Linked DNA regions of Anas platyrhynchos: region 2 is linked to region 1. A link is a contact called in public Hi-C data. All regions are on one chromosome and are shown on one strand. The core of a region is the stretch at or near the end of the contact, and the rest is flanking DNA. Distances in the headings are between cores, read along the strand shown. Region 1 overlaps LOC140003387 (a long non-coding RNA gene). Region 2 has its middle 36 kb from the start of ARRDC4.

Evidence for each region. A called contact is a pair of places that touch in the nucleus more often than the background predicts.
Region 2: a contact with region 1 is called in a Hi-C map of F5 follicle, with 2.7 times the contacts expected there. The contact joins two enhancer-like sites. A contact is called at or near these places in 5 of 8 Hi-C or Micro-C datasets (F5 follicle, liver, skeletal muscle and 1 more).

Annotation. Positions count from the first base shown.
Region 1 is chr11:20,813,702-20,817,996 of IASCAAS_PekinDuck_T2T, forward strand. All of the region lies in intron 4 of LOC140003387 (a long non-coding RNA gene), which reads left to right. Among named protein-coding and RNA genes, the nearest start is that of ARRDC4, 18 kb to the right of the region's middle. Within about 2 kb of position 2,565, at least 1 of the 8 cell types and tissues checked has an H3K27ac peak or open chromatin away from gene starts, as enhancers often do.
Region 2 is chr11:20,867,469-20,871,763 of IASCAAS_PekinDuck_T2T, forward strand. No RefSeq gene overlaps it. Among named protein-coding and RNA genes, the nearest start is that of ARRDC4, 36 kb to the left of the region's middle. Within about 2 kb of position 2,098, at least 5 of the 8 cell types and tissues checked have an H3K27ac peak or open chromatin away from gene starts, as enhancers often do.

The DNA.
Region 1 (4,295 bases), core at 1,315-3,814:
TCATGGACATTGTTTGGGCTAATTAGACTGTGCTCCTGGCCATTGCGAGAGCAAAACCCAAGGCATGAATCCTCTGGCACTTCTAAGTGCTGTCAGCGTTTTGCAGATAACAACAAATAATAATAACAACCTTTGTGTTTGAGGGCTGCGCTCGGGGTGGTTTCAGGGGTGATCAGATCTGGCAGGAGGATTTCCAGGCCAATCAGGACAGCCCCAGCCCTGTGTGAAAGATGCCCCAGATACAGTCCTGAATGCAGAGTTATTTTTGTGCCCTTTTTTACCTCCCCTCTGCCTCCAGTTTCTAACCGTTCTCATGGATCATCCCTCCCCAGTTCTTAGACTTTAAATGCTAACCTGCATCTTCGCTAGGTCTGATTTAAGGTTTATGAAGTACATTTGTTATTGCATGGCTGATTTGCGTACAGAATTAACTTCCATGCACCTACACACAGAGGCTGATGGTTATTAACAAGCTCGCCTGTTCCTGGATTCACCTACTCATTGCAGCTGGTTTGTAAACTTGCAAGAAAGGGCCCTTCCTGCACCCATGTGTGTGTGCAGAGCCCAATCTTCTTCCCTCATCAGCACACAGAGGCACCGCTGCAATGCAAACAACATGCATCATGCCATAATGCTTGCTACACGTGCAAATCTGACACATCATCGGGCACATATTTTGTGCATGAAATTCCACAGTCGGCTTCAAGATAACACGCTCCTTCAACATGGTCTGTACTTTCCTTTCCGAGAGCTAGATTCATTTTTTAACCCAGATGAAACATTTCCTATTAAAGACACTGAGGACAATCCTGTGTTAAAGACCAATGCTACCTGGTTTTTAAAAATTAAGGTTTGTCTGCCTCCTTTGCAGGCTTTTTAAGCCGTGTGCCTGCCACTCACATTTCTCGGGGACCGGAGATCCAGCAGGGCTGGCTGCGAACACTAGGTGGCACTTTGCAGCCAGGAAGGTTAGCAGCTTACGCAACTCCATGGAAACCTCATTTATTGCCCTCATTCACAGGGCAAGACTTTTTGCTCACCGTGTCCTCACCACCTCATTGGTCCTAATTCAGCGTTTAGTCCGCAGAGAAAAACCCGGTCAGTTCCCAGACAAATTCTCACCTTCACCAAAGGATAAATCTCTGGTGGCATGATTAGTTCATGATGAACTCTAGCTTACATTAATATCAGTCAAGCGACTTCGTGCTCTGCCTCAAGTTGCAGCATATGCACGGAGCATCAGCATGCTAATTGCTAGGCCAGACACTCCAAGAACCGTAAAATCTTCCTCCCAGTGAAAAGACAAACCCGGACCCAGCAGTGATCTTGCTGCCACTTACCAAAGTGCAGCATCAGGACAGGAGGGTGCCCCTTCAGATTTAGATTCTTCCTGCCTCCCCTGTCGAGTTGTGTCTGGTGCTTCATGGATAATTTCAAAAGGTCAGATGTTGCCCCCAGTTCATGCCTGGAATTTGCCAGGCAGTGGCACAAGGGAGCAGAGCGTGGTGCTGTTACTCACAGCCAGGCTGCAACAGAGGAGAGAAAAAATGGTCTAGCCCCACAGAGCAAACTGCTCTAAGCTCAGTGCTCTCAGCCTTCACCCAGAGAACAAACACACCCTGCGTGTATGTGCACGAGCGTCCTCATGCCTTGGGAAGACGCAGCCACTGCTTCAGACAAGCTGGGCAGAGGACAAGCTCTTCAAAAATGTTTTGTGGGAATGCAAGCTCTCATTTTACTTAAGTCCACTCTGAATCCCAGGGCTGGGCTGCAGACTCTGCTATGTTCAATCCCAGGACAACGAGGAGGAGCGCTCAGCAATGGGACCACTTGCTCTCTAAGGCACTGTGATAAAAAGGCAAGTATAGGGGCAGGTCCGGGCAGCACACGGGACAAGCATTTTCCTTTTGCCATATTGAAACAGTGGCAGGGAGACACCCAGGTATCTCAGATGCTTCTCCCCAGGTTAGCTGAGGACAAGGAGCTGCCCTTTTCCCCGCTGTAGCTGGTTCGAGGGCCAGCGCTCATGGGAACGTGGCCTCTTTTATTTACCCCTGAGGCTACTCTGGAATAGGAACCCACAGCCAGCCTCAGCCTGCCTTGCACAGCAGGTACGTGAACGTGAACATGGTCCCAAGCATCCTCCTCCTCTCCAGGAAGCTGAGATTTACCCCACCCCCTGCCCAGTCAGGCCTCCGGGCAGTACTGAGCCCTGCGAGTGCCCTGCAAGCAGGGCAAGAAACCAGGCTGAGGCCATGGTAAACAACTTGCTGCTATCTATTTAGGTGCAAGGGTAAACTGCCGCTGAACGCACGGCAAACGTGACACACAGGAGGCTTAAGATTGCCTTCAGCACTCAGGTTTTGCGCGGGGAGCAGCAAGCACAGCTGGAATCTATCCTCCTAGCATTTGGGGCCCTCTGCTGAGCTCTGCCCCATGGCACCTTGCAGGGAGCTGTGCAGGCTGCGCTGCCACACGTGGGGCAGGGCACCGCAGGCAGGGCAGAGCTGTTCTACCAGTGGGCAGGCAGAATGGCTGCATCCTGCTGTGGCATGGGAACAGTCACACTGTGTGCTGAGCCCATGCCCTCCTTCACCCCTTCCTCTAGCCATCTCCCAGCTGAGATCCAGGGGAGATCTCCCACTGGTGCTGCTTCACCTGTTTCAGTAACCTTTTTCGTTCCTTGTATAGCCATTATCCCTTCATCCTTTTGATAAGGCTTCCACCTCGACTGACTGTCAGCTGCTGTTACTCACACGGAGCTGCAGCGCTTGGCCTGGCTTGATCTTTCCCAAGGTCTTTCTTAGCTGCTTTCAAAACAGATATGCACCTCCCACCTTTTGTAGCTATCTCTCTCTCTTCTTTCTTTTAAATAAAAGATATCTACATTTTTAAGCCATCACCTGGATTATTTCTTTATCCTTTCATCCTTTCCTGTCTCCTCACCAAGGTCAGTGCTTCATTGTTTGGAAGTATTTCTTAGCCTTCCCTCCATCAGATCACTGGACCTCTTTTTTCCCCAGCTACCCGACTGTCTCCTGTCCCTAGCTCCCCTCCAGTGACTTGCTGCAGTCTGTGAACCGGTCATGCTGCCGAATGGCAGACTGCACATCTGCACAGCTTCCCCTTATTCCAGGAAGAGCTGAACGATTCTCAAAAACAATTCCAGCTTCTGCTGCAGGAATTGATTCCAGCAAATATTTTCCTGTGGTTTGATTTCACGTTACTCACACTTGCTTTGTTCTGCCTCTGGTTAATATTGTTTCCCAGCTTCTCCAACAAACCATGGGCACATTCAGAAGGATGCTTGTCTAAGGACTGACTAGAGACCTGAAATTGTATCCTAGTCCCACAGCCACGGCTAAACAGCACTGGCAGCTACCACCATGCTGCTGCTGGCCTCCACTGTTGGTGGTGGCTTCATCAGCAACAGCACAGACAGTGAAACGGCGGCTGTGACACCAGACAGGCAGTGCCTAGGGCCAGAGGGGGGGCCACACATCAGTGGCACCAGTCCAGCAGCGGCTCAGCCTGGCTCACGGACTGGGGAGGATGAGGAAAAGCTCCTGCTCGTGGTCCCCCTGAGGAGGGAGCCACAGACGCCCAAGGTGGCTGGGCACAGGACGCCTCGCTGCTAACGCTGGCACCCAACACTCCCGGCCTCATCCAGTATTGTCTGCGCTGAAAAAGCTTCCAAACCAAGCAGACAACAGATTGCAGCATATTCTTCCATTCTTCCCTCATCACAGAGTATAGCCCTATTAACCTAATAAAGACGCTTCAATCTCTTTTCAGTTCAGGAGAATTCTCCCCATTGTTTCCAAAGAATTCTTTCTGGATGTACTGCCAAGAGCGTGCATTTTCTGTCCTGTTCCAAGTTGCTTGAAATAACAAAGAATTATCCTTACAATTAAGATCAGGCTGTACAATTTAGATACGTGCCTTAAAAGAGTTATTATTCTCTGCCAGAGATGTATTGTTCTTCCCCATTTAATTTTATTTACTTTTTTTTAGTGGATGCAACAGTTACGCTGTCATTTATCGGAGAAGAAGGAAGCAGCAGCTGCAGAGCTGTGTATATAAAATAAACACAATGTGGATGAAGCTATCAGAAGCTCGGATTTCAAGGAGGAGAGGGGGAGGATTGCTTTTAATAAGATCTTGTGTCAGTAAAGTTGTGAGACGGAACTGCAGGGTCTTACCTATTAAAAACAGGAGTGGGAACAAATTCTTTTCTTTAATGGAACAGCAGTGCTAGCTGCATGCATACAGACAGAGGGCTTAATTTAAAAAGT
Region 2 (4,295 bases), core at 848-3,347, 53 kb after region 1:
AGCTTATGAGAAATGTAAAATAAAGCTCTAGATGGTAAACTCAATTCTATTTTTTCCAGCATTCAACTCAATTCAAAGCATAAAAACAAAGCACAGGGTGGCATTTTCCCCTTTTGTAAAGGTACCCATCTTTTCCTCTAAAACAACAGCAAAAGAAAGCCTTTTATTTCTGCTGCCTTGCTCTCCGCCTGGGAAGTAAAGGCGCGGTGCCATTGTCCCATTAAACAGCGTGTCCACCTGCTCAGATAAGGCAGGCTCGCCTCTTGAATTTGCATGTGAAAATTACCCTGCTTCAGCTCTGGAAATTATGCTTGTAGGTGTAAAGAGAGTAGCTTTTCTTCTTTGAAGTTCGCAAGGCAGCCACAATGAAGGCAGGAATTAACTCGGTACTGATTACCAGCTCTTGGTCTCCTCCGCATCAGACTTTTGAACACAGAACAGAAACACGCCGACCAGCCAGGTTACATTTCTTTTTGTGATCCCAAGCCCTCAAAGAGAGGAGACGAAAGCCGTATTTGTTCCTGGAGCCCACCCTTTCCTCTGAGCTGTCTGTTACTGACTCAGGCTCGTGTTGGAAAAAACACATCTTCAGAAAAGTGCCAACATCAAACAGGAGAGATTTTACAGGTACACATAGCGAGGCTCTGTGAAGTGCTGCTTCCCAACAAAAGCACGACCAGGGGAATGCACTGGAATATTTTCATAGTAAGAGGGGCACTCACATTGGTCTGTGGGTTGCTATCAAATAAGGGCTAACTTTCTTTTTTTATTTTTATTATTTTTTCTAACTGCCCCCTGCTTAGCACCACAAAATTCTGACTTGGATCCTCTACCAGGAAATCCCATCAGCGTGCACTTCACTTCATCTTCATTCAACCGAGCACATAAACAAACAAACAAGCTCATGCTTCAGACGCAGTGGAAGCCATACCAAAAAGGTGATGCAGTGCCAAAACCGAACCTAAATCCACCATCTCTGGAGCAAAAGGCATCAGCCAACAAATGCAGAGCAGCTCAGGCCAGCACTGAGCAGAGGGAAACGAACCAAGGCTGCTGTTCAGATGCCCTCTCATGGGGCAGAGCCATAAGGTGGAGCTGCAGAGGTTTATGCAGACCCTGCTGTCCCCCCCTAGCCCAACACAAGCTGTTCTATAAGAGACTTAATATAAAGAGCCCTGGCCAGGCTAAAGAAAGAAAAACTAAAACCATGCAGAGGGAAAATTAAATTATTCCTTGATATTTTAATAATGTTCATGAAAGACAGCTTATTGGGTCAGTACTTCTGTATCCATCTCAGTTTATGAAATTAAAACCTTTGCAAGATTTAATAACTAGCAAAAAAAAAAAAAAAAAAAAGACCTGGGGGGGTAAGATATCCCTCCAGCCTATAATTTTGCTTTTTTTCGTTTTTATAATTTCCTTAAGCTACAGAGGAAGAATATAATAAAGTAGATAATTCTGTAGCTTGAAGCGTGTGTTCAGGAGTCCAGCCCCATCGATAAACCCCAAACTCCCTAACCGTATGTAGCACAGAAGTTTTGGAAACGTAGTAATTGGAGCCAGATAAGCCAAACAAATGAGAAATGTGCTGAAACGTTGCCCAAAATCTGGAAAGAAGTAGCAATCACACTTCATTTTGCAGAGAGTTTCAAAGAAGTCGCCATCACTTCCCTACTCTGCTTTAAGCTCCCACCTCCGTTTCCCTCCACAGGACCAGCTCAGGAGCTCACGGCACCTTCTAGGTCACCCCATCTCATCCCCTGGCGTCACCACCAGCTGTGCCCTATCTCTCCTGCCATAAACAGACCCCTCGCTGCCTTCTGCCTTGCTCAGCGTTTGCTCTCATCTGTCACAACACTCCCTGTGAAGGCTGGTCCTGGATATCACGCTCTGAAGATCAGCCGGCCACCCACTGGCAGCCCACCTTTCTTCTCGGTCATTATTTGCCTATTTGTTCTCGTGTTTACCTTTGACATGCTCTCAGCAGCAATCAGAGCCAGCCCAAGTGCTGATGGGCTGGATGAGAGGAGCTCTTTTGATCTCCCCAAGCCAGCCTGGCCTTTCCTGCCAGATAAGGACACCGAGGGCTGCACCGGGACGGCTGTGCAGTATCTCCCCGTGTGCCTGGGCCAGATGTTTGACGCTGTTACAGCCCCCAGCTACACAGGCAGGATGTTTGGGTCATGGATTTGTAGAGGCTTAAGACCCTTTTCTTGTCCTGGGTCTGTTCTCTAAGTTAGTGCCCACCTATCACCGGCAATCTCCCGGCAGAGTGCAGAAGGAGGAGGTCAAATTGAACCAGGGGCTGATAACTGAGCACAGGACTGCGATAAGTCACGGAGAAAAGAACCTTAATACGCAGGCTGAGCATCCAGCTTAAAATCCACACTGACACCTACTGAAATCCTGACAGCAGGCAGCCTTTTCCCTTTGCTTGCAGAATGGCATGCGTTCAGATAGCTCTCAAGGCCAAAATTCACTTCTTCAGATTGGCTAATTTGAGTTGGCCCATTAAGTATTCCTGAAACAGTCTTAGATAGTCAATTGTAATCTAGAAATGTTCTGTAGATAGGGCTCCAGCAGGAATCCTTGAAATAAACCACAGTAAAAAGAGAAAATGATAGTCCATAATAGAATCACTCCATTCAACATAATAGAAAATAAAGCATAATCAGGGATTTGAAGAGCGACACACTGTAACTAGGCGCTACGCATTACTCATTCTCTTCAAATGATCAAAATTGCCAGGATTTTCTCATGTCTAGAGACCAAACAACCCCATAAAGAAACTGCTGAATATCAAGAGGAAGATTCTTCTCTACCAAGAAAAACCCTTTGGTGGCATTAACGTCTCACAGTCTGCCTCTTAAAGGCTGCAGACAATATTCAAAGGAACAATTTTAGATTCGACGATAGCCACGAGTGAGTCCCATTACACCTCTAAGCCGGCTTCCCAGCCTCCGGACCTCGCCGAACAATCATTTCTAGAACATAAGAGAATGAGGAACATTAAGCTCAAAGTGAGAGTAAATCTACCTGATGCATTGTTAAACTTGTCAAGCCTTTGTGACAAATTGCCAGTGCCTAACCTACAGCACGAGTCGCCATTGTCGGAGACGAGCGGTTGTTGCTCAGCCTCCCTGCCTCCAGCACAGCACACACATAAATCTTGTTAGCGAACTACGCATAACTAATGCTTTGTGTAAGCAGTTGTGTGTGTGATTTGAGCACCCAGGAATTCACCCTTCCGAAACAAACTGCCTTTCCTGGGTACTGCTGGTAGCTACTTAGTCAAGCCAGTAGTCGCTGCGCAGCCTTGGGATGCCAGCTCTGAAGCCGAATTCCCCCGATGTCACGATGTGACCCCGTGTAAGGAAATACAAGAAGAGGTCTCATTATTCCTAAATGCTTCATGCTCCAGGCTCTGGAGGTTTATGGTTATTGTGCAGAACAGTCAGACCTTGATGTGTTCACCTGGGAGAAAGCTTACAAAGGTCTGGTGTTCCCAAGAACGTATTTAAAGCTGGGTGTGAAAGAAGCAGCAATGTCATCTTCCCTCCTGACAAATCCCCCCTCCTCCTGAGAGCAAATCAAACACACATCTGGTGAGTTTCTCAGCATCAGTCACCGTGTACGAGCCAGCCATCAGGGTTCCCATAACATACAGAACTGTAAGCAGTCAGCAGCAGAGGATAGAAGAAGGCCTGTGATATTATGAGCTCTGATATTAGCCACGAGAACCTGCAGGATTTGCTGTCAGAGCTAACTGAGTGAGAGCTAACCTGATCTTCCTGCTGCACGGATGCTCCAGGAGATTAAGCCATCAGCACAACCTCACGGTTCCTTCCTACCGCAATAAATATTTCTGCAGCACATGTGAAAACTGGCACAGTAGACACTTTACCATATTATTAGAGAAAAGCTTGAGGGGTTTCTAGTTCCTGTGGGTCCTGCCAAAACTGAGAAGAACACACAATGTGCAAGCCAAACACGTACTTCTACCTGAGCTTTGCCATTTGCAGCACCAGCCACTGAACGTCCATCTAACCATCTTTTAATCACGCCTGCCTGGCTCTCCTTGTCTAACCCCCACTGTAAAGCAGTCTGGCTTTTCTTTACCCCCAGATCTGGGCATCTCACAATCTTTAACACACAAATTCTCACCACACCTCCATAGGGCAGGGAAATGCTGCTTTGCAAACAAGAAAAAGAGGCCCAGAGATCTTCAGTTCCCAACTCCCACCAAAATCTAAGTTTACCCATGCAGATCTGCCAAAGGGCAAGAAGAAAATCCG